Regions from separate parts of the Ovis canadensis genome. Here region 1 is linked to region 2. The links are chromatin contacts, called in public Hi-C maps. All regions are on one chromosome and are shown on one strand. The core of a region is the stretch at or near the end of the contact, and the rest is flanking DNA. Distances in the headings are between cores, read along the strand shown.

The links. A called contact is a pair of places that touch in the nucleus more often than the background predicts.
Region 1: a Hi-C map of fibroblasts shows a contact between it and region 2, with 10 times the contacts expected there. The contact joins two enhancer-like sites. A contact is called at or near these places in 2 of 2 Hi-C or Micro-C datasets (fibroblasts and lung).

Annotation. Positions count from the first base shown.
Region 1 is chr1:258,140,492-258,143,191 of ARS-UI_OviCan_v2, reverse strand. No RefSeq gene overlaps it. Among named protein-coding and RNA genes, the nearest start is that of AMOTL2, 60 kb to the right of the region's middle. Within about 2 kb of position 1,326, the one cell type or tissue checked has open chromatin away from gene starts, as enhancers often do. A contact at or near this core is called in fibroblasts, where this site is marked.
Region 2 is chr1:257,984,941-257,987,640 of ARS-UI_OviCan_v2, reverse strand. No RefSeq gene overlaps it. Among named protein-coding and RNA genes, the nearest start is that of CEP63, 12 kb to the right of the region's middle. Within about 2 kb of position 1,415, the one cell type or tissue checked has open chromatin away from gene starts, as enhancers often do. A contact at or near this core is called in fibroblasts, where this site is marked.

The DNA.
Region 1 (2,700 bases), core at 77-2,576, 160 kb before region 2:
GTAAGCCAGCTCTCAAGGTCAAGGTAAGCTAGCAATCAAGGCCAAGCTCCAATCCAGTGCCCCTGCTGCCCTGCCCTTTCTTACAGCTGAGGTGTTGGCCAATGAGAGTTTGGTTTCTGCTTTCCCATCTTTCCTGGCAACATTCACAACCCTCTCTGACGGTGAGCAATGCAAGTTCCAGGCATGCTTTCTTTCATTACTGGCTGCTCAGATGTCACTTTAACCACAGGGTGAGTGCCTAACCGGTAATGGGCTGATAAACATGCAAATTTCCATATGCAAGCAACGTGAGGGCACAGCTTCTTTCCCACTAGGAAGGATACCTGCAACAAGCTGAGAAAGTAGGGTGTGAGCCCACGCCTTCCTGGCAGTGTCCACCATTCCATTGACCAGGTATCTGGGGAAACAAGCTGCCTGTCCCCTCACGAAGGAGTGAGTAAACAGCTCCTCTTCTTCAAGACCCTGGAGGGTGACTTAAACATGTATAGCCCAGTCCTGGTTCTGGGTACAAGCCCTTTTTTGCTAACCTGTTTCAGTGGTGTTTTGAGGTTAGTGCAGTTTGTGTGTGTGTTGTGTTTCTACACCATCGTGGAAACCCTCAGCCCAGTGGCTTTCCACTTTCTTGGGGCCTCGGCTCCCAGGGATCCTTCCTCTGAGGCAGTGGTGCTTTTTCCAGTAGAGGCCAAGGTACAGACCTACAGACTCAGGCCCATTTTCTCACAGCTTTCGACTTAGGGCCACATTTTCTTTCCCCAAGCCCTCAGTGGAGCAGTGGGAGGTGACTCGGCAGGGGCGAGGCCATTCATCTTGGTCTCTGGCCCTGATGGTGCCAGCTGGGCCAGCTGGGAGGAGACCGCGCACGAGGGTGGGAAATTCCCACAGAGGCACCCATCAGAGGCAGGTCAAGACGGGCTCCCTGGGGACAGGATGGGAAGCCAGGAGAGGAAGCCACCCTGGAGTTAGGATTTTGTGAAGGCCTGGGGAGCCATTCCTTTTTTTCTGATTTGACTGGCAGCACATAACAAAAACCAATAAGCGCTTTGGAGTCCTAATCAGTTTCCGGAAGCAGGCAGCTTCCCGGGGAAGATAAAGGAGGGGATTCTAAGATCCAAAGGGCGGGCTGGGTTCAGGCCCAGAGAACCCGGGAGGAGGCGGGGAGGACGGGCAGGGGGCCCGGAATAGAGGGCAGAGCCGCGGGTCCCGCCTCTGGCCGCCGGCACCGCCAGGGGACGCCCTCTCAGGCTGTGGTCCAGGGTCCAGCAGGCAGGGCCTGGGGGCGGGGCCGGGGCTGGCGGGGCGGGGCCCGGGCCGTGCTCCCGCCCAACCCGAGGAATGCGGCCCTTGGCTTGTCCCGCGTCCGCATTCCGGTCTGCTTAGGAATGTGAACAGGGTGTACACTGCGCGCCCTGAACGCAGAAGTTCGGTCCCCTCCCGTTGGAGAACGCCTGGCAGCGGCTCCGCGGGAGGGCCCCCTCTCTGCCACCCCCCAGAACCTGTAGCACGTCCGGCTGGAGGATAGGGTACTGACGGCTGCCAGACCATCGGGGACTCAACACCAGTCCCAGGGTAGCGTGCTTCGAGAGCAGATGTGGTTTAGAAAAGAAGGGAAACCCGATGTAGTCCACTGTGGCATGGAGAAGTCAGGGGAAGGGGTGGAAGGGACGATGGAATCCACCAGCCTCAAGGGACAGAGTTCAGACCCTAGATTTGCCAACTTTAGGGCATACTGTGGCTGGTAAGGCTTGAAGAGGGGAAGGGAAAAGCAGAAGATCCAGTTTGGGATCAGGTGCTCTTTGACAAGCCAGGAAGGGACTAAATATCCAAGAGTCAAGGCTATTTTTCCAGTGGTCATGTTGGACTATAAAGGAAGAGGTGGACTATGAAGAAAGCTGAGCACCGAAGAATTGATGCTTTTGAACTGTGGTGTTGGAGAAGACTCTTGAGAATCCCTTGGACGCAAGGAAATCCATCCAGTCCATCCTAAAGGAGATCAGTCCTGGGTGTTCATTGGAAAGACTGATGTTGAAGCTGAAACTCCAATACTTTGGCCACCTGATGCGAAGAGCTGACTCATTGGAAAAGACCCTGATGCTGGGAAAGATTGAGGGCAGGAGGAGAAGGGGACCACAGAGGATGAGATGTTTGGATGGCATTACCAGCTCGATGGACATGGGTTTGGGTGAACTCTGGGAGTTGGTGATGGGCAGGGAGGCCTGGCATGCTGTGGTTCATGGAGTCGCAGAGTCGAACACGACTGAGCGACTGAACTGAACTGACGTATTTAATTCATTCACCAAATATTTACTGAGCTGTGACAGTCCCTGAGCTAAATTCTGGGGGCACAGAGGTGAACAAGGCACCTCCTGTCCTTTAGGAGCTGACATTCAGATTCTAGAGACAGTTGCTGAAACACCCAGAGAGGGACAAAGCCAAGGGTGTTGGGAAACATAAAAGAATAACCCAGATTGGGAGATCTTGGAAGGCTTCCAGGAGGAAGCTGCCAAGTGACCTGAGAGGCCAATAGGAGTTAGCCCAAAAGATGGGTGAAAGAGGGAGCCTTGTGTTCAGAGGGTTTAAGGAAGAGCATGCCTACTTAGTTGCTTCAGTCACGTCTGACTCTTTGTGACCCCATGGACCACAGCCCACCTGACTCCTCTGTCCATGGGATTCTCCCAGCAAAAATACTGGAGTGGATTACCA
Region 2 (2,700 bases), core at 166-2,665:
CCTTTGTTGGCAAATAATGTCTCTGCTTTTGAATATGCTCTTTAGGTTGGTCATAACTTTCCTTCCAAGGAGTAAGCATCTTTTAATTTCATGGCTGCAATCACCATCTGCAGTGATTTTGGAGCCCCCCCAAATAAAGTCTCACACTGTTTCCACTGTTTCCCCATCTATTTCCCACTTCAGTCGTGTCCAATTTTGCGACCCTATGGAATGTAGCCTGCCAGGCTCCTTTGTCCACGGGATTCCCCAGGCAAAAATAGTGCAGTGGGTTGTATATATTTTACTTATATGTAATTTCACATAAGTAACTTTTATGTAAAATAAAACAAGATGTAAAGGTGATGTGGGTTCTATTAAAGGAATTTACAACATGAAAGAAGAAAGATAAGTCTAATGTATAGAGAAAGATATTTAGGTAAATAAGTCCAGTCTACCTGGAATCCTCCAGCTTGGCCTGGGGCTCATTTCTCTTATACTCCTGGAACCACTACTGCCTGTCCTCCAGGGCTAAGAACTTGGACTTGTGAGGACTGAATCTCCTAGAGGGCAGCCCCGGGTGAGCAGGAGCTGTGAATGGAGCAGAAAGAGTATCTTTCAACACCCACAGAGCCGTGAGAGTTGAGAGCGTGGGCGGGAGAAGAGCAGCTGGAAAAGCAAAGCCAGGAAGATGGGCCAGTATACAAAACGTATCTTTCTCTTTCTGACTTATATGGAATCTAGAAAGATGGTACTGATGAAATTATCTGCAGGGCAGTAACGGAGACACAGACATAGAGAACAGAATTATGGACATGGGTAGCGGGGAGGAAGGAGAGGGTGAAATGCATGGAAAGGGAGTAACAGGGAAACTTACATTACCATATGTAAAATAGATAGCCAATGGGAATTTGCTCTGTGACTCAGGGAACTCAAACATGGCCTTTGTGACAATCTGAAAGTCTGACAATCTGATGGGGTGAGATGGGGCGGGAGATGGGAGGGAGTTTTAAAAGGGAGGGGATATATGTATACCTATGGTTGTTGATCTTGTTGCTGTTTGGCAGAAGCCAACAAAATTCTGTAAAGCAATTATCTTAAATTAATAAAATAAAAAGATGGGCCAGGAGAGAAGGGCCTCACCAGGCACATCTGTCTGGGCTGCGCTGAGGGAGGATGAGGTGGGGGGGTGTCTTATTGGATGACAGATACAAGGATGTTCCCGCTAGTGACCTCCCTCTTCCTCAAGAAGTTCGGACAGTTAGACTGCCTGCCAGTTAAAGTGGATACCAATCTGCCAGCATGGCAAGGGGGTCGGGGGGAGGGCTTGAGACTCAGCTGACAGAGGAGGAGGCGGCACCAGGAGCGGTGCCTGGAGAGGGGCAGCAAGACCACGGCATGGGCGGAGGAAAACCCCCTTGTCCTTGGGTGGTGGCCACGATAAAGGGGAGCTGAGTCACAGGCTAGGCATGGAATCACGGGGATGGGTTTACACATCAACCTCTCTCACTTCCTTTCCAGTCATTTGGCTGTTTTCAAATTCTCCACCCTTTGCCAGATCCTTGCCTCCCTCATCAAGTCTGGTTTGTGTGCCTTGTGTATGCTGTGTCTTTGGGTGTATTCATGCACAGTTGGCTCTAGGAAAGAATATTAGCTAAAAACAGAGGAAACGGTGACTATTTTGACCTATAAAAATAGCTTTTTCATATGGCCCAACACAGAAGGTAAACTAAAGAAAAACCTGGGTAGAACCGTCCTGAAGGAATGCACGGACTGAAGTTCCCAGCTCTGCAGCTGTGCCCCTCCTCTTAGTCAGAGGCCCTTTTCTGAGCCAGCTGCACTGCTGAACTCAGGGCCACAGGGTACACATCCATGTAGCAGTTGGCTGAGCTCCAGATGAAATTTGGGCAAAAGCATACCTAGGATTGGGTGAACACCTCTCTTGAGGTTTGCTTAGCCGTCCACAAAACCACCTTGTTGCACCTTCAGCATTTCTCTACATACCCCTCACCCCAGGGGCCACTTTCAGGCAACAAGAATGACATAGGAGCTCAGGAAACACTTTCAGTAACGCATTGTAGACATAGGAGCTCAGGAAACACTTTCAGTAACGCATTGTACGATTTTGTGAGGAACCGGAATAACTTTCAGGACTCCATAGGAAGCCTGAAGGTTGGCCTCAGGTTTTCTCTTGCCTTTCCTGCCTGCTCTTCTATCACCCCTAAGGCCAATGCTCACGGTGTCTTAAATTGTCACTCCCAAGGTGAGGGCACCGTCCATCATGGAACCCCATAGATGGGTGCCAAGAACCAGCTACATAATTTCGGGAACCTAGAACAAAATGAAAACGTGAGCCGCTTGTTCAAAAATGATTAAAGTTTTCAAGACAGCCACGGTGGGGGCTTCTGCATGTGGGGCCGGTGCGTCTGCACAGGCTGTGTGCCCATGAAGCCAGTCCTGGTTGGTGCAGGTGCAGAGGTCAAGGCCAGGACGGGCACAGATGGGTGTCTTCTCAGGTGACCATGCAGTTGCCCTCGCCTGCCAGCCCCTAACTGCCCACCCCCCCCCCCGCCACTTTCCACAGGAGCCCACAGATGGGGGGAAGTGTGGCAAGGGACTGGGGGATGAATTTAACTGTGGGTCAAGCGGGGTTAAGTCAAGAAAGGAAACTTTGGGAAATAGTCTTTCTAGAGCCTAATGGTTCATTTTATGATGGTGAATAAC